7 separate regions of the Sus scrofa genome follow, and regions 1, 2, 4, 5, 6 and 7 are each linked to region 3. The links are chromatin contacts, called in public HiChIP or PLAC-seq and promoter capture Hi-C maps. All regions are on one chromosome and are shown on one strand. Each heading gives the region's core, a stretch centred on a gene start, on an enhancer-like site or on the middle of the called end of the contact. The rest is flanking DNA. Distances are from core to core; before and after follow the strand shown. Region 1 holds the start of CA14 (carbonic anhydrase 14). Region 2 holds the start of CERS2 (ceramide synthase 2). Region 3 holds the start of MCL1 (MCL1, BCL2 family apoptosis regulator). Region 4 holds the start of CDC42SE1 (CDC42 small effector 1). Region 5 holds the start of TNFAIP8L2 (TNF alpha induced protein 8 like 2). Region 6 holds the start of VPS72 (vacuolar protein sorting-associated protein 72 homolog). Region 7 holds the start of PRUNE1 (protein prune homolog).

Evidence for each region. Promoter capture Hi-C pulls out the DNA fragments that hold promoters and counts their contacts. HiChIP or PLAC-seq counts read pairs in DNA pulled down with a chosen protein or histone mark.
Region 1: an H3K27ac HiChIP or PLAC-seq map of skeletal muscle shows a contact between it and region 3. The contact joins the promoter of CA14 here to the promoter of MCL1 in region 3. A contact is called at or near these places in 1 of 47 Hi-C or Micro-C datasets (embryonic fibroblasts) and 2 of 2 datasets of contacts at active chromatin or transcription factors (alveolar macrophages and skeletal muscle).
Region 2: a contact with region 3 is called in a promoter capture Hi-C map of fetal liver, with 3 times the contacts expected there. The contact joins the promoter of CERS2 here to the promoter of MCL1 in region 3. A contact is called at or near these places in 3 of 5 promoter capture datasets (fetal liver and liver), 3 of 47 Hi-C or Micro-C datasets (embryonic fibroblasts, epiblast stem cells and liver) and 2 of 2 datasets of contacts at active chromatin or transcription factors (alveolar macrophages and skeletal muscle).
Region 4: a contact with region 3 is called in an H3K27ac HiChIP or PLAC-seq map of alveolar macrophages. The contact joins the promoter of CDC42SE1 here to the promoter of MCL1 in region 3. A contact is called at or near these places in 1 of 47 Hi-C or Micro-C datasets (embryonic fibroblasts) and 2 of 2 datasets of contacts at active chromatin or transcription factors (alveolar macrophages and skeletal muscle).
Region 5: a contact with region 3 is called in an H3K27ac HiChIP or PLAC-seq map of alveolar macrophages. The contact joins the promoter of TNFAIP8L2 here to the promoter of MCL1 in region 3. A contact is called at or near these places in 2 of 2 datasets of contacts at active chromatin or transcription factors (alveolar macrophages and skeletal muscle).
Region 6: an H3K27ac HiChIP or PLAC-seq map of alveolar macrophages shows a contact between it and region 3. The contact joins the promoter of VPS72 here to the promoter of MCL1 in region 3. A contact is called at or near these places in 2 of 2 datasets of contacts at active chromatin or transcription factors (alveolar macrophages and skeletal muscle).
Region 7: a contact with region 3 is called in an H3K27ac HiChIP or PLAC-seq map of alveolar macrophages. The contact joins the promoter of PRUNE1 here to the promoter of MCL1 in region 3. A contact is called at or near these places in 2 of 47 Hi-C or Micro-C datasets (embryonic fibroblasts and epiblast stem cells) and 2 of 2 datasets of contacts at active chromatin or transcription factors (alveolar macrophages and skeletal muscle).

What each region holds. Positions count from the first base shown.
Region 1 is chr4:98,827,276-98,830,257 of Sscrofa11.1, reverse strand. CA14 (carbonic anhydrase 14) reads left to right here and starts at 1,324. Exons shown (of 9, transcript XR_002343445.1): 1 at 1,324-2,469.
Region 2 is chr4:98,248,955-98,252,263 of Sscrofa11.1, reverse strand. CERS2 (ceramide synthase 2) reads right to left here and starts at 1,491. Exons shown (of 11, transcript XM_005663490.3): 1 at 1,339-1,491.
Region 3 is chr4:98,560,473-98,563,696 of Sscrofa11.1, reverse strand. It overlaps MCL1 (MCL1, BCL2 family apoptosis regulator), which reads right to left and starts at 1,605. Exons shown (of 3, transcript NM_001348806.1): 1 at 773-1,605; 2 at 172-419. The coding sequence starts at 1,463.
Region 4 is chr4:98,171,306-98,174,334 of Sscrofa11.1, reverse strand. CDC42SE1 (CDC42 small effector 1) reads right to left here and starts at 1,667. Exons shown (of 5, transcript NM_001190193.1): 1 at 1,609-1,667. MLLT11 (myeloid/lymphoid or mixed-lineage leukemia; translocated to, 11) reads left to right here and starts at 2,661. Exons shown (of 2, transcript NM_001244607.1): 1 at 2,661-2,816.
Region 5 is chr4:98,095,247-98,098,101 of Sscrofa11.1, reverse strand. TNFAIP8L2 (TNF alpha induced protein 8 like 2) reads left to right here and starts at 1,576. Exons shown (of 2, transcript NM_001204370.1): 1 at 1,576-1,659.
Region 6 is chr4:98,060,498-98,063,573 of Sscrofa11.1, reverse strand. It overlaps VPS72 (vacuolar protein sorting-associated protein 72 homolog), which reads right to left and starts at 1,313. Exons shown (of 6, transcript XM_001929654.5): 1 at 1,085-1,313. The coding sequence starts at 1,201. It also overlaps a transcript of PIP5K1A not described here.
Region 7 is chr4:98,217,172-98,220,127 of Sscrofa11.1, reverse strand. PRUNE1 (protein prune homolog) reads left to right here and starts at 1,266. Exons shown (of 9, transcript XM_013997183.2): 1 at 1,266-1,395. It overlaps MINDY1 (ubiquitin carboxyl-terminal hydrolase MINDY-1), which reads right to left and starts at 1,512. Exons shown (of 10, transcript XM_001929665.7): 1 at 786-1,512.

The DNA of each region.
Region 1 (2,982 bases), core at 75-2,574, 270 kb before region 3:
CTCTCTCTCTCTTTTTTTTTTTAACCTATAAGAGTCCTCTTGACACTACTCCAAATCAGCCTGGTGACAACAGAAATATCCACAGTAGAACCAAAGATATAAATAAAGGCGAGTCCCTGGAGTTTGCCTCCTCTCCTAGATACCAGGGCCTTTGTCCACTTGGGAAGCACAAGGGCCTGGAGGAGCCGCTAACTCAGAACTGAGAAGGTGCTGATTTGGGGCTAAGACACCTTTGTGAAACATTTTTCAGCTGTGTAGCAAAATCCTAAAGCCCACCAGCAGAGAAACACTTCCCAGAAGAAATCAATCACACGTGAATACTTGGAACGAAAACATTAAAAATGAAAGAAATTTTAAAGACAACCAGGAGGTGGCGCCTGGCAAGACACACTACCTGCCTTGGGAGGCTGCGCTGCAGCTGGCCGCTCTGACAACTTTGTCCTGGCAGAGGTCACTCTGTCCGGGCCCTGGGCCTCTCCTTTTCTATTTTGTGAAAGTTGTCTCTGCTTTCTTTCTTTTTCTATTCCTCTGTGTTTACTCTCCTGATCCCCAGGAAGTCTAATTTACACTTTAAGCCTTTTATTCTTCTTAGATGGGATGAGTGGCACTTTGGGAGAACTTCAAAACATAAAATTTATCCATAAGGGAAAATTAATTTGGAGGGTAATGAGAGAATTAAAAAGGAATGACATCTGCAAAATGGCTTTGCTTTGCAGATCAACCACAATGGACAGAAAAGCATGGCGGGCTCCTGCCTCCGCAAGGGCTGATGACCTCGCATATGCGTTATTCTGTTCACGTGTCTTTTATCCCGCTTCCTAGTTTAGCTTCTGCTCCTCTTGTTTTGGCTAGGGATTACTACTTGGCAGGAGCAAGGAGGGCAGAGGGAGCTCAAAAGGGTGCATTCTCCTGGCTGTGACTCCGGTGAAGGGGTTTCAGTGTCTGGCCAGGAGTTATCTGTGGGCTTCACATTCCATAATGAGGGATTTAGGATGTGCATTCCAGTCGGGATTTCCAGTCCTGTGGGGGAACAAGCACCAGCCCACATTCCTGAGACTCGGCAGCCTCTATGCTCCACTCACCCAGCTTTTTGGTGGCAGGTTTCACCCAGTCCCCAAAGTCCTGCCTCAGCCCTTTGTTGGGCAGGAGGAAAGACCCTGGGCCCCTCTCCCTCTTCCACTCCAACTGGATCACATGATCACATGGTCTCTCTCTGCTCCCTCCCCTCTTTTTCTCTGGAGTCCGCCTTTTTTTTTTTTTTTTTTTTTTTTTTTTTGATGGTGGTTGTGATTGTTTCTAAGGTCTCCCTGCCTCTCCTCCTGTCCTGGCCACCCTGCCAGGGGTCAGTGTCCTCTTCAGTGACAAAAGCCGCCCTAGATCTGGGCTCCCTGGGGAGGGAGGTGGTTGGGTCTGGCAGTTGGAGCCGCTGTCTCTCCATGGTGCTGCTGCAGCCCTTCCCCCCGCTGGGCACACAAATGGGCTTTATCCAGCAAACAAAACCACCCCCCACCCAGGCCGCACAGGCACGTGGACCCAGGCCTCACCGTGGGAAGGGGGTGGTGACAGGCGCAGAAGAAAGAGATCTCTCCAAACAAGTTCTCTTCGCCTCACTTCTCTTCCTTATTTTCCACAATCCAGATTTCAGTCCTTGACTTCTTCCCCTCCACCCGCACCCTGAGTCTCCCAACTCCTTCTGGTTACCTCGGTCCTGACTCTGGACTCTTCCTGGGCAGCTCACATTCTGCAGCGGATTGGAAGCAGATCCTCCCAGGGAAAAAGCCAGATGGAGAATGAGAACCCAGGGTCCCCCAAGGGGGCTGGATGAGACCCCCAGGGACTGGACCCCCGAGCCCTCCTTTCCTGCCTCCACCCACTCCAGGGGACACCCTTCTGAACAGTGTCTGTGTGAATAGCAAAGGAAGGAAGAGCTCACCCCAGCTGGGCTCCTGAGCCAGGGCCAGGGCTCCTGTGAAACCCGCCGCGTGCGCTCCGCTCTGAGCTGGGCCATCCTGCATGCTTAATGGGCTATTTAAGGAGTTGTTCGCCAGCAACCCAGTCAACCCCCCCTCCCCACGTACACCCGTCCAGAGCCACCTTAAAAGCAGGAGGCAGTTGTGAAGTTGCTGGCCAGCAAGTGGAGTGAAGACTGCAGAAGGAGATAAAAAAGAAAGAGGGCAGCAAAAGATTTGTCCTGGACACCCAGAAACTCACGGTCCCCCACTGAAAACCAAATCCCCTGGAAGCCTGCAGAGACACAAAGACAGCACGAGAAACAGAGATAAATACACTCAGCCTCAGGAAACTCCTCTTCTCTCTCTCTCTCTTTCCCTCTCTCTCTCACCTCCCAGCCCTCTCCCTACCCTAGTCCTCTGGTCTCCAAACTCCTAGTACCTTGTGCTCCCTCCGGAAATACCATGTTGGTCTTCATCCTCCTGCTAAAGGTGATGTGGATCCTGGCTGCAGAAGACGGTAGGTACATCTGGATGTGTGTCTGTCTGTGCTGATGCACACATGTTGCCATTGCATGCTTAATGGAGAAGGAGGAGTGTACAAGGTAGCCTGGGGGCTAGATTAATAGGCTCAGACTTGGAGGGAGAAAAAAGAGGAGTGGGCTGAGGACCACTTTCCTTCTTTTCCCTTCACCTTTCCAGCCTTGCCGTTTGTGGGGCCAGAGGAGAGCTGGCCGGGGGACAGGATGTGTACACGTGCTGGAGAATGGCTTTACGGGCTACGGTCTCTCCAGAGCTCTTTCCCCCACTGCCCTACTCTCAGGCAACCCTCCTGGCCTTCTTTATTTACAAACTCATCCAATTAGGGAGCCAAAGAGGCCCGGAGGGAAAGGATAGAGGACTGCGGTGGGCGGCAGGGGAGTGGGGAATACGCCTGTACCTCCCGCCTGACTCACACCCTGATCCCTGACTCTGAACCTCATGGCACAAGTCCCCTCTTGATTCTATAGGATGACAATTTTCGCATTTTTCT
Region 2 (3,309 bases), core at 242-2,741, 310 kb after region 3:
GGAGCCTTCGCCTTGGGGTGGCCGGGGCAGAAACTCAGAGCCACTCCTTCCTGTTTCACGTAAAGCACATGGACGTTCTGACCTCCCTCCCGGACTGGGCACAGTAGGCGGGTAAGAAAGAACAGCAAGACCCTCCGCCCTCCTCCCACTCTAGCCATGGGGCCGTCAGAGCCAGGCAGGGGCCACGCCGCGCGGGCCGGCTGCCAGGCAGAGGGCTCTCGCGCAAGTGATCCCCGGGCTTCTCTACTTTCCAACAAAGGGGCTCCGCCGTCCGCTAGCGGCCCCGCGGCCCCACCTCCTGTTCCATACCTGTTGCCCAGGAGGGCTCCTCCGGGCTCCGGGCGGCGCGCCCAGGCGCCCGGCCAGTCTGCCCTCGGGCGGCGCTGGGGGCCCGGCCGCTCCCGCGAGGCGCTCCGGCCCGCCCTCCCCAGGCCGGCCGCCATGAGCGCGCCGGGCAGAGGCCCCGAGCCCGCGGCGGCGCCCCGCGCCCGGCCGCCCGAGGGTGTGCCCCCGGGCCCCTCTGCCCTCCTCAGCCCGCTCCCTTCCCCACCGGGCCCAGTCCGCCGAGCCGCGTCCGCGCGGCCCCCAGTTCTCGCAACTTTTCCGGGCCTCGTCCCGCCCCACCCCTGCGCGCGGCGCCTCGGGCTCCCGGGCTGGGGTCCCGACTCACTCGGCGGCGGCGGCGGCGGCGTCGCGGAGCTGGCCCGGCCGGGAGCCGCTGCTCCGTCTCTCTTCTCGTCCGAGCTCCGGGCCCCCTCCGAACTGGCTCCGCTCGCTCCTCTCCTCCCCCTTCCGCCCGCCCGCCTGCCCGCTCGCTCCCTCCCTCCTTCCTCCTCCGCCCGCCGCCCGCCGAGCCCAGCCGAGCTGAGTGCGAGCCCAGCCAGCCAGCCCGGGAAAGAAAGGCCGCGAGCAACACAGGAGCCGGGAGACTGGGCGTGGGCCTGCGGCCCGGCGACGGAAAGGGAGAGAAGGGCGGGCGGAGGGGCCCGGGCCTCCGCGCGGGGCAGCCGCGCCCAGCCCCCGCCGCCTGCCGCCGCCCCCTTCCCGGCCCGGGGACCCGAGCCCTTGCGGCGCGGGTTCTGCAGCCGCGCCCACTGGCATCCTGGCATCGAGGGAGAAGCCCCCCGATGAGGGCAGGCAGTGTGGGTTCTCTCCCAGCCCCTTGTCTCTCCGTTAAAGGTTAGATGTAGCCCTGGGGAACCGCGGGACAGACCGGGGACCGCAGAGCGGTATTGCCCCTGCCCCACCCCACCCCGGCCACCCCCAACTGCGGTCCCCGACCTGCACCCGGCTGCAGCCCCCGGTTCCCTCTGCGCGACCGACTGCCACACTTCTCACCTCCAGCCCTACTGGGAGGCAGGAGGGGGCGCAGCCCCTGAGAGTCCTTTCCAAGTGCCGCGCGCCGAGGCCGAGCGCCTCGCCAAGGCCGACCCAGGCAGCGGGCCCTCGAGATTCCGCTGTCCTTCCAGCGCGGAGCCCGCTACCCCTAGGGCGTCCCCCGCCCCAGCCCGCCGTAAAACCCACAGCGTTTCCACCCAGTGCTGTTTAAAACCTACCCGCAGTGGTACACATACCCTCCTGTAGTAGACTCTGAAGGAGCCAACCTCCAACTTTTTAATGTAAAATGCGTTCGAGTTTGCCATCTAGACCACGTTTATCCGTATTTAAATTCATATTGTAAAATGTTTTTCCCTTAGTCTGGTAAAAGCAATGTTTCAGGAAGATGCAAAATGTTTATCCTACAAAATTGGCCTTGATTCGTACAGAGGACAGAGTGTGACCAAAATGTGTCTAAGGGTTTGTTTAGAGAGGGCCCCCTAAGTAGAGGTAATTGAATTCTTTACGGTAATGAAATGGTGCTTTTTATACTGTCACAATTAGAACCTCTGACAGTGGCTGGTTTCAAAGTTTATCTAGTCAAGTTCAGGGGCTTTGACAGTTCTGTTAAGAAAGAATGTATGACCTCACTAATCCAGTTTGAGACCCTTGCTTAAGGCTCTTTCTGGAGAAGGAGGCAGAAGCTGACCTCCAAACATTTCCTTTGCTCTTTGCGGTGAGAGGCCCCAGCCCATGCCAACCTACCACTAGGGAATTCAGACCTGTTGGTCCATTCCCTGGACTCTTCAGCCTTCTTTAGCCCGGTTTTCCAGTTCCCAACAACCACTCTAGCCCTTTATTCCTTTGCCCCAGGCTAAACTCCTTTAATAGCATATCATATTAGCATACCATATCCGGCTACCCCTTCCCTACTGTTACTGCCCCTCCCTCAATCTCCCAATTCCACGGTTCCCTCTACCTTTTCTCCCCCCTTTTTTGGCCGCCCTGTGGCATATCCAACATATCCAGAGGTCACATCCAACCTGCAGTTGTAGCTGTCACAACACTGGATCCTTAGCCCACTGTGCTTGCGTGCCAGTGCTCCCAAAATGCCACTGATCCCACTGAGCCCCAGGAGGACCTCCTCCCTCTACCTTTTTTTTTTTTTTTTTTTTTTTTTTTTTTTTGCCTTTTCTAGGGCCACTCCCATGGCATATGGAGGTTCCCAGGCTAGGGGTCTAATCGGAGCTGTAGCCACCGGCCTACACCACAGCCACACAGGATCCGAGCTGAGTCTGCAACCTACATCACAGCTCACGGCAACGCCGGATCCTTAACCCACTGAGCAAGGGCAGGGATCGAACCCGCAACCTCATGATTCCTAGTTGATTCGTTAACCACTGTGCCACAATGGAAACTCCTCTCTCTACCTTTCTTACGTGCCTTCCCCAGATTCCCTTTTCCAGCAGGGTTCCAGTGTCTCCTCTTTGGGCCCTGGCTAAACTTTGAGTAAGCTCTCTACTCCCGCCCCATGTCTGTCCTACTTGGTTCAAACCTTTTACTTTCTAAACCCTTTTTCTCAGGCAGTTTTCCTAGATGCCAGGCTTTCCCAAAGTCCCACCAGTCTTTTAAAATGATTCCTCAGAGGACTGAAGACCAGTTAACTTTCTTTTAAGATAGCAGGGGGAGCAGAAGTTTGGGGCAGAAGCTGAATAGTCATGGCCTGAAAAATAAAGATAACAGGGTGTCCCCTCCCCCAGAGACAAAGGAGGAGGCAAAACTGGGCCTCAGGCAGCAGTAGAATGATGGTACCAGTTTCCAAACACAAACACACTCACACTCACTCACACTCTTTCACTCTGCCTCACTTGCACCAGGAGATTTTGATCATTGCTCTTCTGACCCATCCTCCACCCACCGCCCTGGGGTGGCATGGCCACACCCATGCCCACAAGTGCCCTAAGCTGCCTGCCTGACTCACTTCCTCTGTAA
Region 3 (3,224 bases), core at 356-2,855:
TTTTCATAAAACTAGAATTTTTGATGCAACGTATTCAGAGGTACATTAAGTTAGAGCCCGAAAACTGAGTTGTGCATCTGTAAAAACCTCTAGATATCCCCTTTCTCTATAAAACCCTCCACTCCATCCCCACTTCTTCAAGTCCCCTTTTCAACCTTAAATGAAACTTACCCAGCCTCTTTGTTTGACTAGCCAGTCTCGTTTTGTCCTTACGAGAACATCTGTGATGCTTTCTGCTAACGGTTCGATGCAGCTTTCTTGATTTATACTCTTCAAGTGTTTGGCCACAAAGGCACCAAAAGAAATAAGAGTCACAATCCTGCCCCAGTTTGTTACTCCGTCACTGAAAACGTGGACCATCACTCGAGACAAAGATTTGACATCGTCTTCGTTTTTGATGTCCAGTTTCCGAAGCATGCCTGAGAGGAAAAAAAGCATGCAGGTTCTCACCGCCTCCTTTGTCTAAACCAGGGCACGATTCGCCTGCCCACCCACGACGGGGGAAATCGCTATTTGAGCTCTATAGAATTTAGGCCGTTCCCACTTGAAAATTGACATCCCACCCTTTCCGGGCTTTGAACAGAGCTGCCATTTCCAAAAGAATCAAGTGGGCGGAAACAATGACTCACGGCCAGAATATTCTGGTTTCAGAAATGGGATAAGAGTCGTTTCAACATGGACTCGTTTCGGTTTCCACCCACCGAAGGTGCGTGAGTCCAGAGAGCTAAAGAGAAAGAAAAAGCAGGGCAGCCTTCACGACTAACCCCCTTACCTTGGAAGGCCGTCTCGTGGTTGCGCTGCACCCCGTCCCCGACCCGTCGCAGGGTCTCTAACGCCTTCCGGCTGGCGGCCCCAGACCCGCCCATTGGCTTCGCGTCCTTGGCGCCGGTTGCCTGCTCCCGAAGGTACCGAGAGATAATCTCCAGGGACTGCCGGTATAACTCGTCCTCCTCCTCCTCTGCCGGGGGCGGCGTCGAGGGGAGCGAGCCGTCCGTGCCGGGGCCACTACTGGCCTCCTCGACTAACCCCAGCAAGGGCAGGACGGCCGGCCGCTTCCCGAGGGGCTCCGGCTCGTACCCGTCCAGCTCCTCTTCGGGAGACATGATGGCGTCGGAGGCCGGGGATTCCATCTCTTCAGGCGGCGACGCGAGGCGGGTGGGCGCGAAGAACAGCAGTCTGGCGGGGGTCGCGGTGACGTCGGGGCCCTCGGCGCCAATGGGCGAGGGCCGCGCGACCCTCCGGGCGTCTGGCGCAGGAGTGGACGGGGGGCTCGCGCCGGCGCTTCCGCCAATCACCATGCCGGCTTCCCCTCCCCCTACCTCTTGCCGGGCCGTGGCCTCTTTTCCCGTAGCCAAGAGACGGCCTCCCGGAGCGGAGGCGCTGCTGCCGCTTCCAGGCCCCAATCCGGCCCCCCCACAGTAGAGGTTGAGTCCGATTACTGCGTTTCTCTGGAGGCCAAACATCGCAAGCCGCCGCCGCCACCACCTTGGCAGAAAAATGGGGGAGGCCCGACTCCTTACGGGAAGGAAGCGGAAGTAAGGTCTGAGAGAGGCACTCCTAGATCGCAGTTTTAGAACCAGTCCGCAGTGGCGTCAGCAACTCTCTAAAAAAAAAAAAAAAAAAATTGAACCCCCGTAAAAGGGCAAGGGGCGGAAGCTTCCGGAGAATGCAGCACCGCACGGCACCTAACCGGCGGTTCGGGGGGCGGGGCTTCCGGCTCTCCGAACCTCTCGCGGCCCGTTACGTAACCTTGGCTCCAGCCCTCTGCAAGGTGGGCTTGCGCTCTTCACCCGTGCCGGTCTGGGCCGGCTGGGGATTGCTACCTCGTCGCTTCCCTGAGTGCTGATTTGCAAGCCCCTTCTGTTGCTTTTGTACCGGAGGGTTGTTTTTTTTTTCCCCCACACCACAGTCCTAACCCTCGAGTCACTCGGAGATTGAGGAAGAGGGATGAGTAAATTCTGCCACGGATGCGGGACCACAGCCTTAGGATGGATGAATATGAGGACACTGTTGGGAAAATGTAGTTATTTTGCGCAACCTCAGCTCTGTACTCTCATTCCAACATTGTGTGGAAACGGGGACGCTCCATGGACTGACCTATAGAATCATTTTTACGTAAATTCGCAAAGCGAAATTGTTCTGCTCCAGCTAAATTTTATGCCTGTCTCCCTATTTGCTTTCTCCCATCGCCATCTCTCTCATGCTTTTTATATATGTCTTACTCGTTCACTACATCTTCTGAGACTCTTGATACCACTTACGTTGATAAGAGACATTTGAATCTAGGGGTAAACCCCTTAAGGACATGGATCTTGTTATATACCATATATGTGAGTTAACATTAATTGAAGCAACCTGTTTTTCCTAAAAGATCTGTAAAATTAGTAATAGCTAAAATTCAAGAGCAAAGTATTTGAGGGACAGAAGCAGGAAAGGTGAGCATGGTTCCTATTCCTGAAAACATCACTTTAATAAGGAAATAGGGCACCTGTACCACAGGATTATGTATTTGGGCAAGACCTAGAAGCATGGAGCTTTATAATAAGGGGCAGAAAGTTTGGAGAGAAACATCCTGCGGTTGTAGTGAATAAGAAATGGTTTATCTATTTAAGGAATGTAAAATCTTGCACAGCAACAAACCATAATGTGAGATGGAATATAGGAGGCATCAACAACTTAATATTGGAATTAAGAGGCTGGAAAATTCACTTTCGGCTAGGAGAGCTAGGGGAAGACTTTATGGAAGAGGTAGCTTTTTCTGCTCTGCTTTCTAGAACGCGATTTTATTTAGGGGAAAGAGATTGAGCAAATTTGCGTGCAAAAGCGGTTTCTTCTTCAGAGGCTGTAGAAGGAAGTGCATTGCTGGTTTCACTTTAAGCTTATAGCCAGAAATCTCAAGTGTTCAGTAATCCTATTGCAGTTCCTTAATCGATTCACTCTCCTGTGATCCAAGATGACTATTGAACACCTTCTTTTATATCCTTAAACGTCCCATATTCCCTTCTCCCAGCCTCACTTTAAGCTTTTAACTTACTGAGAAAATGGAAACAATCAGAGGAGAAAAACTTCATTTCTTTCTTTCTTTTTTTTTTTTTTTTTTTTTGCTTTTTTAGGGCTGCACCTGTGGCATATGGAGGTTCCCAGGCTAGGGTCGAATTGGAGCTACAGCTGCCTGCCTACACCACAGCAACAGCAATACCGATCCAAGCCGCGTCTTCCACCTA
Region 4 (3,029 bases), core at 418-2,917, 390 kb after region 3:
ATAGAACCTAGGAGTTTGGGCTTTCTCTTACTTCCCTTCCCACCACCGGAGGAGAGGAGTAAGGAGACAGGGAGGAAGTCAGAACTGAGCTGTCCAGAGAGGGGAGCTGTGGTCAGTGGGGAAGTCAGTCAGTCAGTCACAGGGTTTGTCATGATGGTGGTGGTGTCGGGTGGTAAGGGTTGGGGGGAGGGGGGTGAAGAAAACAATGAAGAATCAGAGGAAACCCCCAACATTACCAGATGGTCGTACTGAGACCGACCTCTCCCCCAGCAGCCCCCACCCCCACCCCGCTCGAAGCTGAGTGGACAGAAGTGGATGGTGGGAAGGGAGAGGAGAGAAGAGGGGGAGGAGGAGAGAGAGGGAAAGGGGCAGTGGAGGGAACAAGGACATTTCTGTTCCTGTTCCAGGGACCTGGCCAGAGCTGGGTGGAGGGAGACTGTGTGTGGGACTCAGCATGAAATGTCCAATAATGATGAGGAGTGACCAGGAAATTCCATTCCCTAGGACACAGGACATAAGGGTCTCTGAAACTTGGGGGTGGGGTGAGTGAGAGGAGAAAACCGGGCAGGGTGAATGTGCTGGTGGAGACGGGGGAGGGGAACAAGGCCAGAAAAGGAAGTAAGAGTGATTGGCTGCCACTCTCCTTTAAAATATCTTGAATGGGTTGAGGAAAAATCAAGTCTTGAACTGGAAAGTCCAGGAGGAAGAGCACCTGAACCCACTACCCACTGTCTCAACCCCACAATAAAGGGGAAGGGGCTGGGTAAACAGCAGCAGGGGTCAGGATTAGATCACGTAAGGCCGCATCCTGACAGCCAAATAGTGCAGAGAACTGGTAGGTAAGGTGAAATGCAGAGCTGGAAAGACATCAAGGTCACAATGGAGCTTAAGAGCTTTAAAACTACTGGGGAGTGAGAAGTGGGGAGAAAGGTTCCAGGGAGGAAGGATGTACAGAGGTAGTTCCCTGGTCCTGTTCTAGCCCCAAACCGGTTTTCCCGGTCCCGCTGCCTCCAGCCTCAAGGCCTCCAACCCGCTGCCTGACAAGCCTTCACAAGAAGCAGCTGGAGAGAAAGAGAAAGAGAACTGAGAGAATGGAGTGGGCTGTTCTGGCTATGAGCCCAGGACTGCAGCTGGTCCCCTATGGAGACCTCCAGACATGGAGGGCTGCTGCGGGGGCTCTAGAGAAATAGAGGTGAACCCCATCTTTCAGTCAAGTGACAAGCATTTGCCCCAGGACCAACTGTGTCCTTCCCCAGGTAGGTCTTGGGGAGGCTCAAGAGGAAACAGAGCTAGGCCCTAAAAACTCCCCCTTCCCAATATATTCAGTGACATAGATTCCATTTCTGCTCACCCCCACCCCCAACTCTACCTGGAAAGTCTCTGCTCCTCCCGAGGCTGAATTAGGATTGGGACCTCTCTGTGAATCTTTCCAACTGAGCCACTGCCTTCCGTGGCTGCCTGTCTCAGATCTAGACTCTCCCGGACCAGCTCCGCTTCACTTTGTCGGCACAGCCAACACTGAGGCTAGTTGAGTCTCAAAAGAGACTTTCTTCCCAACTCCCCAACACTCCAGACCCTTCTTTCCCTTCTACTCTTCATGGGCCTCACCTGTGCACCGCCCGAGCGTGGACAGGGACGGTCACTCACCGAGCGCACCCCTTCTGCCACCGACCCAGCATCTCGGCAGACGCGGACGCCCTTCTCCCCCACCCCCAGCATCCGGTGCGTCTCCGCCTGGCTGGGCAGGCGGGGCGCACCGGCCGAGCGACCGACTCCCAGTCCTCACCTGCTCTGCTACGGCATCCAGGCGTCCGGCAGCTGGTGGGGGGCCCCCGCTCGGTGCCCGCCAATGTGGGGTTCCCGGGCTCGCTCCTCGGCGCGGTGGGGAGCCGAGGGCGGGCCGGCAGAGGTGGGGCTGGCCGAGGGCGGAAACGGCCGCGACGCGATTACGAAACCCGTCCGGCTGGGAGCCGGGCGCACAGCTCCACTCTGGACTAAGGAGGCACTGCTCTGTGAAGGGACGTGGGAGGGGCCTCGGAAGCCCCCGGGGGCCGCCGCCCCTGCGGGTTGAACCCGGGAAAGTGGACCCTCGAGGAGGGCCTGGCATCCAAGCTGGACCCTCCGGAATCGCACTATCTCTTCGCGCGCCAGACGTTGCGGGGCAAGAGGAAGCGGAGCCCCCAAATCCTCCGGCCCCAACCTTTTTCAGAGATTTGCAGAAGCACGCACAGCCCCCAGTCTTCCTGTGCCCTATACCAGATGGAATAGAGCTGGGTGTATTTACCCGCCGGGAGGGTGGGGAGGCAAATCGGGAAGGATGGAGAATTTTTCTGATTCTCAAAAACAGTTCGTAACCTGAAATCAAATTGGGGAATAAAAGGACACTCCTCTCCTCCATCAATAGAGTTAAGATATTTAATCTATAGACCTAAAAGTAGAGGACAACGGACTGCTCATTCATTGCACCCTCAGTCAGCATGGGGGTGCTGGAAGAGCTCAGGAATCTTTGCGCAGACCAATGAGCCTACGGAGATGCTTTAATCCTGTCTCCCTCCCTAACGTGTTCTGGAACCTATCATTTGAATTAGCCGAGTCAGGCAGGGAGGGGGCGGGAAGTCCTTCCGCCCTTCTTAGGAGGGGCTGCATTGCAGGGGGAGACTGAGCAGACTGACTCAGTCACTGAACAGGGAGAGGGAGTGAGAAGACAAAGCCGTCAAAACCCCAGTAGCTTTCTTTTTCTCCAGCCCAGAGCAGACACCGGAGCTCCGAGGTACTCCCTCCATCTTTGGAACACGCTCATAATTCATCGATAACAGGTAAAGTAAACTGAGGGAGGGGGGCCAGGGGGCTGCAAAGATAAAGAGCAGCTGTTTCTAGTTAGACTGAAGACCCCAAATGAGGATGAGGTTGGGGGATAGTTCAAGAGGAGAGAAGGCAGCGCTGTGAACAGCAGATAGTAATTTGTTCACGGTTTTACATGTCTTTGCTAAGATCTCCATCCATGCCTTATAATCCTTTAGATTAATTTC
Region 5 (2,855 bases), core at 327-2,826, 470 kb after region 3:
CTGCTCTAGATATACAGAATAAATCACCACTTCCTGAATATGCCCTTTTTTATCTTTATTTGCTGTATGGCTTGTGCTTATCTTCATTATCTGGGGAGCAATCCTTCCATACTCTGCCTAGTAAGTAGTTAAATCTATCCTCTAAGTCTTCCTCTTCAGCCCTTCTATCAGAAATAATCTTAAATCAACTGTATTCCAATACAAAAGAAAAAAGAAAATACAGATAAACAAAAACTATCCAAAATCTACCACCCAAAGATAACCCCCACTAAAAAAGGAAAAAAAAAAAAGAAATAATCAAAACTTCTCTTTACTGGGAGTTCCCTCCATGGCTCAGAAGTTAACGAATCTGGAATTCCTATTGTGGCGCAGTGGTTAACGAATCCGACTAGGAACCAAGAGGTTGTGGGTTCGATCCCTGCCCTTGCTCAGTGGGTTAACGATCCGGCGTTGCCGTGAGCTGTGGTGTAGGTTGCAGACGCGGCTCAGATCCAGCATTGCTGTGGCTCTGGCGTAGGCCGGTGGCCACAGCTCCAATTCGACCCCTAGCCTGGGAACCTCCATATGCCGTGGGAGTGGCCCAAAGAAATAGCAAAAAGACAAAAAAAAAAAAAAAGAAGTTAACGAATCTGACTAGGATCCATGAAGTTGAGAGTTCAATCCCTGGCCTTGCTCAGTGGGTCAAGGATCTGGCAGTGAGCTGTGGTGTAGGTCGCAGACAGAGTTCAGATCCCATGTTGCTGTTGGCTGTAGGGTAGGCCGGCAGGTGCAGCTCTGATTTGACCCCTAGCCTGGGAACTTCCATACACCTCAGGTGCGCCCCCCACAAATTCTCTTTATTGTCATAATTCTTTAAACTTCTATTAAAGCTAATCTGACATAATCTGACCTGTATTACAGCTATGTGTGCTTACATTTATCTCCCTGACCAGGCTGTAAGATTCTTGACGGTAAATAATTTTGCCTTATTCACAAACTGTGACTTACCTTCATTTTTGTATCCCATTAGCAGCTACAAAGTAGTGGTATAATGATGTGCTGACACCTGCTGGTCATATCTGGTTCAGCAGTCCTTACCCCAGCATCTTCCTCTCTATAGTATTAAGGGTGGAGACACCCTTACCCAGCCAGGCCCTAGAAGCATATGCTCCTGGTAATGTTGCCCCACAGCAGCATCCATTCCTACAGATTCCAGGGACACACTCAGACCTGCTGATGTCTAATTTGCCTTTAGAGTCACTGCTCTCAGTCCAATCTTCAGAGCTTTCCCCTCTGACTCCCCCACCCCAGCAATTTGTACTTCACGTTTCCCTTGAACCATAGAAATGTAAGAAAAGATCACAAGGAACTGGGCAGAAGGATAGAAAGAGGCAGACAGACAGTTTGGGAGCAGGGGATGTACAGTCCTTTCTTTTCACCTCAAAGAATTGAGACTGTTTCCTACAGAGAACCATTCCTTTTGACTTTTGTCTTAATTCCAGGAGGCTCTCATTCACAGACCTTTTTGGTGACAGTGTGATGAACCGGAGGTTGAGCACAGAGTAGGTAGGCGGGGTTTGGGGGTGGGGCCAGGCCAAAGAGCCTCTCACTTAGGAGCTTCTCCATTCTGTCAGCTCTCCCGGAACATCCAAGGCAAGACTGGCACCCAGGGCGCGGCAGGTGAGGGATCAGCAATGACAGAAGGGTAGGCTTTAGGGGTGATGGTGGCAGGAGAATCCCAGCTCTGCTGACCTGAGCTTCCCAAATTGTGAGACTCTCATTTGATAGAATTCTTGAGTCCCCAGTGGGGAGGTCCAGCTCAGTTTTCCCTGGGGCAAGGAAGCCTCAGAGAGAAAGACACGCTTTGGGATGGGTGGGGGCAGGGTGGAGGGATGGCAATGGAGATGGGTATGGGACACACTGCTGAGAGATGCAAGGCAATCTTAGGAGACATGGAGGTAGATGCCAGGGCCAGAGGGAGAGCATGGCCAGAGGATCACATGGCAGGATCCAGACAAGAGAAAAGGGGAGACTGAAACAGGGAGAGAGGGAGAGGACAGTGGAACAAATATGAGATGGCACTGGGGGCAGAGGAGAGCTGGGTAACAGGAAGGCCAAGGAGGAAGGAAGGCTCACATGGAGCAATCTCCTCTTCCGGCTGTAAAGCGCGCTCCAGAAAGCCCCAGCAAAACCGGGAGCGAAGTGGGGCACCAGGTTCCCACCAGACTGATTCAGCTGGAGGAGAATCCCCCCAGTTACCCACCTCCCCTGCTTCTTCATACTCCCATTTCAGTTGGGGGAGAGGGTGAGGCTGCTCCTCACTGCGGTCACAGCCACATCCTGCAGAGCAGGGGAGGGGGAAGTAAGAAGCAAAACAAGCAGAACCACCACAGGCAAAGACCATGGGGAGCATGCCCTGGATACATACAGCTGACGTGCCACCAGGGTGTCCTCAGCTCAGGCCCAGCAGAGGCCCAACACCTCTAGGACTCTGCATTTCTCAGGCTTCCTCAGTGTGCTTCAACCTTACTGAGAGCATTCCAAGGAAGGAGGCTGTCTTTGGATTATTTGGCCCACTTGGTAAAAGCCCACTTTTATCATTTGCTAGTGACTTTAGCCAAGTTGCTTAATTTCTCTTAGTTTCATTTTTCTCATTGCAAACTAGGGACACCTCCCTTACAACAGGCTGGGAAGACAGAAATAATTCACATAAAGCGCTTGGCACATAGTAGGTTCTCAATAAATATTAAGTTTTTTTTTTTTTTTTTTTTTTTTGTCTTTTTGTCTTTTTAGGGCTATACCCGCAGCATATGGAGGTTCCCAGGCTAGAGGTCTAATCAGAGCTGCAGCCACCGCCCCATGCCAGAGCCACAGCA
Region 6 (3,076 bases), core at 64-2,563, 500 kb after region 3:
GACAAGGATCTCAGCGTTTTTATACATCTCTGCCCCACCCCCTCGCTGGACCAACCCTCCTCCTTCCCCTGCTCCTACTCCTACCACTATTCAGCCAGCCAAGGCCACTTTTCATATGGTCCTCAGCTTATCCTGATGCCTATCCCAAACAACTTTGGCTCCATGTGGAATTTAAACTGACTTAATTCAGCTAGTTCCCCCACTGGAATCTGGAATATGTCAGAACAAAATGGTGGGGTCTGTTTTTTGGTTTGTTTTCTTTTTGGCTGCGCTGGAGCCATGTGCAACTTCCCCACCAGGGACTGAACTGGTGCCAAAGGAGGTGACCCAAGCGGCAGCAGTGACACCATGCCCTTAACTGGCTGAGCCACAGAGGAACTCCCCAAAGTGGTGTTTTTAATACTCTGTTTCCCTAAAGCCTATCACAGTTCTTGGCTTGCTCTATGCGTTTAATATATTTGATGAACGGTTAGATTCAATCAATATAAAATTTAACAAGTGCCAACCCAATGAGGACACTGGACCAGGCATTGGACATGTGTACTGTTAAACAAAACAGATTATCTCTAACCTTAAAGCGCTTACAATCTGATAGAAAAGTATAAACAAGCCAGCAAAAGCTATTACAAATCGAAATAGGTTCTACGAAAGATATATAGGGAGAAACTTCTTAGCACAATCAAGGAAAGGCTATTTACCCAAGAGACATTTACACCGAGATCTGAAAGCTGAAAAAGGAGTATGCTAAGTGCCTCTATTTTTTCTTGAGAGAGATTTCTTTTCTATACTTGAGATGAATAACCAGGCAGTGGGCCAACGAGCATACACCGCGTGACTACGATGTGCTGTATGCTAGACGTCAGAAGTGCAATGAGAGATGCAGCTGGGGAAGTACACAGCAGGTTTCAGCCATCCAGGACTCTCCCTTCCAGGACTCCAGTTTATCCTCCAGTCTCGCCCACCCCATCTCGAGTATCAGCTACCAAGGATCCTCTCTTCCCCCACCCCCTTCTTTGTCCGAGGTTTCTCCCTTCAGGACTCCTTTCAGCTTCCTTCCCTCCCTCTTCCTGGGCCCGGCTCTTGCCTCAGTGAAACCCCCATAAGTCGTCTGGTAGAACTCATCTTCCTCCTCTGCCTCCAGGAGACCAGAAAGCCGGTTCCCTGCGGTCTTCCGGGGGGCCCGGCCCCCAGCCAAACTCATAGTGCCTACTCAGACTGCGCCACCACCAGCAACCCCTCACACAGCGCGGTCCTCAAGGATCGGCTCTCGACACCACTACCTGCGGGCGGCATGCGACGGCGGAAGCCGGTCATCTACAGGCAGAAGTAGCAGAGCGTCGAGAGATTCCTAGTCCCGCCCCCGAAATCTTCTCACGGCTTCAGCCCCGCCCACGCCTGCGCAGAGACTACCCCAAGCTCCCCGCCCCAGTTCCGGCGCCCATCTGGGCTGTGAAATACTTCGATTTGGTGACCCCCAGAAACCCCGCTACACTGAGTGCAGAAATCGGGAGCCAAGAAATTTTCATTTAGAAGAGGTCAGTCTCCCTCTGCTCCAGTTCGTTTTCCACTCTGCTGCCAGTAGGAACCTTTCTAAAAACCCAGATTTTGTCACACTTTTGCTCAAAAATCTTTAATGGCTCCTTCCTTGTCGACTTACAGGGTAAAGTCCAAATGTTTTTTAAATTTAGTTTTTAGTTTATATTGGATTATAGTTGATTTTCAATGTTGTGTTAATTTCAGGTGTACAGAAAAGTGATTCAGTTATACATATACCCATTCGTCTTTTTAAGTAAGTTGTTTTTTTTTTTTTTTTTGTCTTTTTGCGGTTTCTTGGGCCACTCCCGTGGCATATGGAGGTTCCCAGGCTAGGGGTCGAATCGGAGCCGTAGCTGCAGGCCTACGCCAGAGCCGCAGCAACGCGGATCCCAGCCGCTTCTGCAACCTACACCACAGCTCAGGGTAACGCCGGATCCTTAACCCACTGAACAAGGCCAGGGATCAAACTCGCAACTTCATGGTTCCCAGTCAGACTCGTTAACCACTGAGCCACAATGGGAACTCCTTAAGTAAAATTAAAAAAAAAAAAAAAAAATTCCCCCTTTTTCGGCAACCCGCATGACATGCAGAAGTTCCAGGACTAGGGATCAAATCCAAGCCAGAGCTTCGACCTACACAAAGCAACTTCTGATTATCTATTTTATTTTATTATTTTCTTTTCTTTCTTTCTTTCTTTTTAGGGCTGCACCCGCTGCATATCGAGGTTCCCAGGCTGGGGGTTGAATCAGCTACAGCTGCTGCCCTACACCACAGCCACAGCAATGCAGGATCTGAGCTGCATCTGTGACCTACACCACAGCTTAACCCACTGAGTGAGGCCAGCGATTGAACCCGAGTCCTCATGGATTCTAGCCGGGTTCGTTAACCGCTGAGCCAAGACGGGAACTCCTGATGTTTGTCCTTCTCTGCCTGAAAGTCCAAAATTCTTGTGGCGGAATAGTAGCATGGCTGAGAGCTGAGTTGTAGAGCCAGCCAGACCTGAGTTTGAGTTTGAGTTTAAGGTCTTCTAGCTGTGTGACTTTGGACAAGTTGTTTTGCCTCCCTGAATTTTAATCTTCTCATCTGTAAAGTGACACTAATAAGAATACCTACACTTTTAGGTGGTTGAGAAGATTTAAATATCTAATCCTTGTAAACCACTTAGCACAGTAATAAGCACATAGATGTTTGTTTGGTAGGGGATAACTACTATTAACATAGCTTTCAAGATCCTTCATCAGTCATTTAGCTTCTCCCTGCCTTTAACAGCCTCACATTATTCCACATCATCCTATTCTAGCATCGTTTCCCTGACACCAATTCTTTATCATGTCTCCGTATTTTTCCTTCTTAAAATTTCTTCTTTTTCTTACCTACCTGGCAAAATTCCAGTTCTGTAGGACAGTGAAGTCATCTCACATCTGTTTCTGTCTTCCCGGTGCAGTTTCTATAACCATGGAGATCATGCCTCCTAGATTCTTGTAATAGTTCCAGTCTCAAATAGTCTGTCAAGAATGTTTCAACTTCTCTTCCAGTTAGT
Region 7 (2,956 bases), core at 17-2,516, 340 kb after region 3:
AAAAGAAAAGATCAATAATTAAGTGGGGGCTGGGCAGCTAGCTGGCCAGACAGGTAAACCAAAAGAACCCAGGAGCTGGACACCGGAGGAAGCTGGGTCTCAGAGAAACTGGGCAAAGTTGGATGGGCTAAGTCTTCAGAATAGAGGCAGGAAGCGTGATGGAGAATTTCTCCTCTTCAAGGTACCTGCCTGGTGCTCCTTCAGAGCAGGAGAGAATGAGGGAGCACAGGTACTCAAACAAATCAGGATTTCTCTTTCTTTTTCCTCTTAAATCCAACACATTTTCTCCAGCTGGAATTATCCTCTGGTGGTGAGTGAGAGGTAAAGCAGCCCAGACCCACCCCTAGCCAGCGGCAGTAAGTAGCCAAAAGTTGGAAGAAGCATATACAACTGGTACCCAGCTTCCACAAGACGCCCCCCACCCGCACTCCCTAGGAACTTTACTCTCCCCTCAAGTGCTTTACTGTCCCCCTCTAATCTCTTTCTCGCTCTGATGCAAATCGTCACAGAACTAATGGTTTAGAAGTTCTCCTCAGAGTTAAGTCAACGACGGTGCCTTGTCTACGTGCTAGCAAGGGAGAGGGGGAAGGTGTCATTAAAAGGAAGAAATACAGGGACCCAAGCAGCGTCTTTTACATATTCCTTCTGCCTGAACGCCTCTCAAAATCTAAACGTGTAGAGACCCAACGTGGAAGAACAGTCAGTGTCACCTCCCCAGGGCTAAAGAGGAAACAGAGGACTGGGGATTAGGAGAAGAGGTGAAGGAAATGGTTCAAAGTTTTTACCTTAAAGAAGTGGGTGCTGTTCCAGGACACAGAAGGAGGGTGCAGCTCTGGCAATACGATGGGGCAGGTGGGTGCAGTGAGGGGCGCCACCACACTCCCAGCTGCCTTCCAGCTGTCAAAGCCAGAGCTCGCACAGGTTTACACGGGTTTGTGCGCAGCAGTCTTGGCCGGATGGTGGCCACTTCCGGACTCACGCCCACGGCCGGCCGGGGGCACTGGAAGAGGGTGGAGACCGGCAGGAGTGCAGCCCAGGTACTCCCAGGTCGCTCAGAGCGTCTCCAGGATTTCTGAGTCGCCGAGTCTAGGGCGTGCGCTCCAGGCCCAGTCTAGCGAGCTGGTTTTCAAAGGAAGTTTGTGGGTTTTCTTTTTTCTTCTTTCTCTCTCTCTCTCTCTCTCTTTCCCGTCGGGACAAAGAAAAATCAGTCAAGGACAAGCTTCTGGGAGGAGGAGGAGCCAGGCCAGCACTGGAGGATTTCCATTAGGGCTTTCTGACCTGGTCAGCAGCTTGGTGATCAGCAGTGAGAGAGAGAGAAACAGGAGAGAAAAACAACAGACCCTTTCTCCTCCCTCCGCCTGCCGCTGGAAGGGACGGAGCGCTTGTGCCTCTCTGGTGAGAAGAGGGAAAAGCAAGGGCCCTTGCTGAGTGGGGAGGAGGAGCAGGGCCGGACAGCAGCAGCTTGTTGGATCTGGGCTTTCTCTCTAGGTACAAAAGTCCTTTGCTCTGGATCCACAGAGGCAGGCCAGACAGCGTGATATTAGCATAATTACTCATTTAAAGTGAAAAATCCTTATCCTTTCAAAATCCTTACTATATCTCTTTTTTGTTTGTTTTTTGTTTTTTAGGGCCGCACCTGCGGCACATGGAAGTTCCCAGGCTGGGATCTAATCAGATCAGCAACAAAGGATCTGAGCTGCATCTGCCACCTACACCACAGCCTACGGCAATGCCAGGATCCTTAACCCACGGAGCAAGGCCAGGGATCGAACCCGCAACCTCATGGTCCCTAGTCGGATTCGTTTCCGCCGCACCGCAACAGAAACTCCCTCACTTTTTTTTTTTATAGTTAATAATGATTTTTATTTTTTCCATTATAGCTGATTTACAGTGTTCTGTCAATTTTCTGCTGCACAGCAAGGTGACCCAGTAACACATACACGTATTTGCTCACTTTTTTAGTCTAGAAACCAGTTGGGCTATGCCCCTGGTAGTGCAGAGAGGGTGTGTAAGAAGCCCCAGGCTCTGGGAAGAGTGAAGCAGGGAGAAAACTAGCTGAGCAAGCAGGAGCTTCAATATCCCTCTGCTCCGGTCCTTGTTCCCACCACAGGCCTCAGCTTCTCATCTATCACCTCCTCTCAATTCCGAGCTTGGGGAGCAGGAAAAACTGGTGTGAGGTTGGTGGTAGGAAACAAAGGGATTCATTAATAAATGAGGGAACATTTGATGAAAAGAGTACATTTATCACGGAGTTCCCATTGTGGCACAGTGGTTAACGAATCCGACTAGGAATCATGAGGTTGCGGGTTCGATCCCTGGCCTTGATCAGTGGGTTAAGCTGTGGTGTAGGTCACAGACAAGGCTCAGATCCCATGTTGCTGTGGCTCTGGCGTAGGCCGGCGACTACAGCTCCGATTAGACCCCTAGCCTGGGAACTTCCATATGCCACAGGAAGCGGCCCTAGAAAAGGCAAAAAGACAAAAAAAAAAAAAAAAAAGCACATTTTCTGCAGTATTCTGCACTACCCTGGGGCTGGAAGGTGGTAGTTAAATGTGGTTGGAACCCAACTCTACATTCTGAAAGGTTCCCCCAAGCTCTACTTACATGGCTGCTCCAGGATGAAACTTCAAACAACTCTGAAGGCTGCAGGGGCATTTGGAACAATTAGGGAGGCAGGTGAGCAGAAACCCAAGTTACAACAGTCCGGAAAAAGAAAGAGAATTTGCTGACGCTATAGAAAAAAAGAGGCTATAGAGTTGTAATGGCAGCAACTGGAGTTGGCAAGAGGCTGTAGGAATTAAGAAGAGAGGCCAAAGATTATTACGATGTTTTCATATTCCAATATTTTTATAACATGGATAATCACAAAATTGTGATTGCAATGGGACCGTTTGTTAAAGTAGAGAATTCGAGAAAGTTGAAAAGCCGTTTTTGCCCAGTGTGATTTAAAATGTCA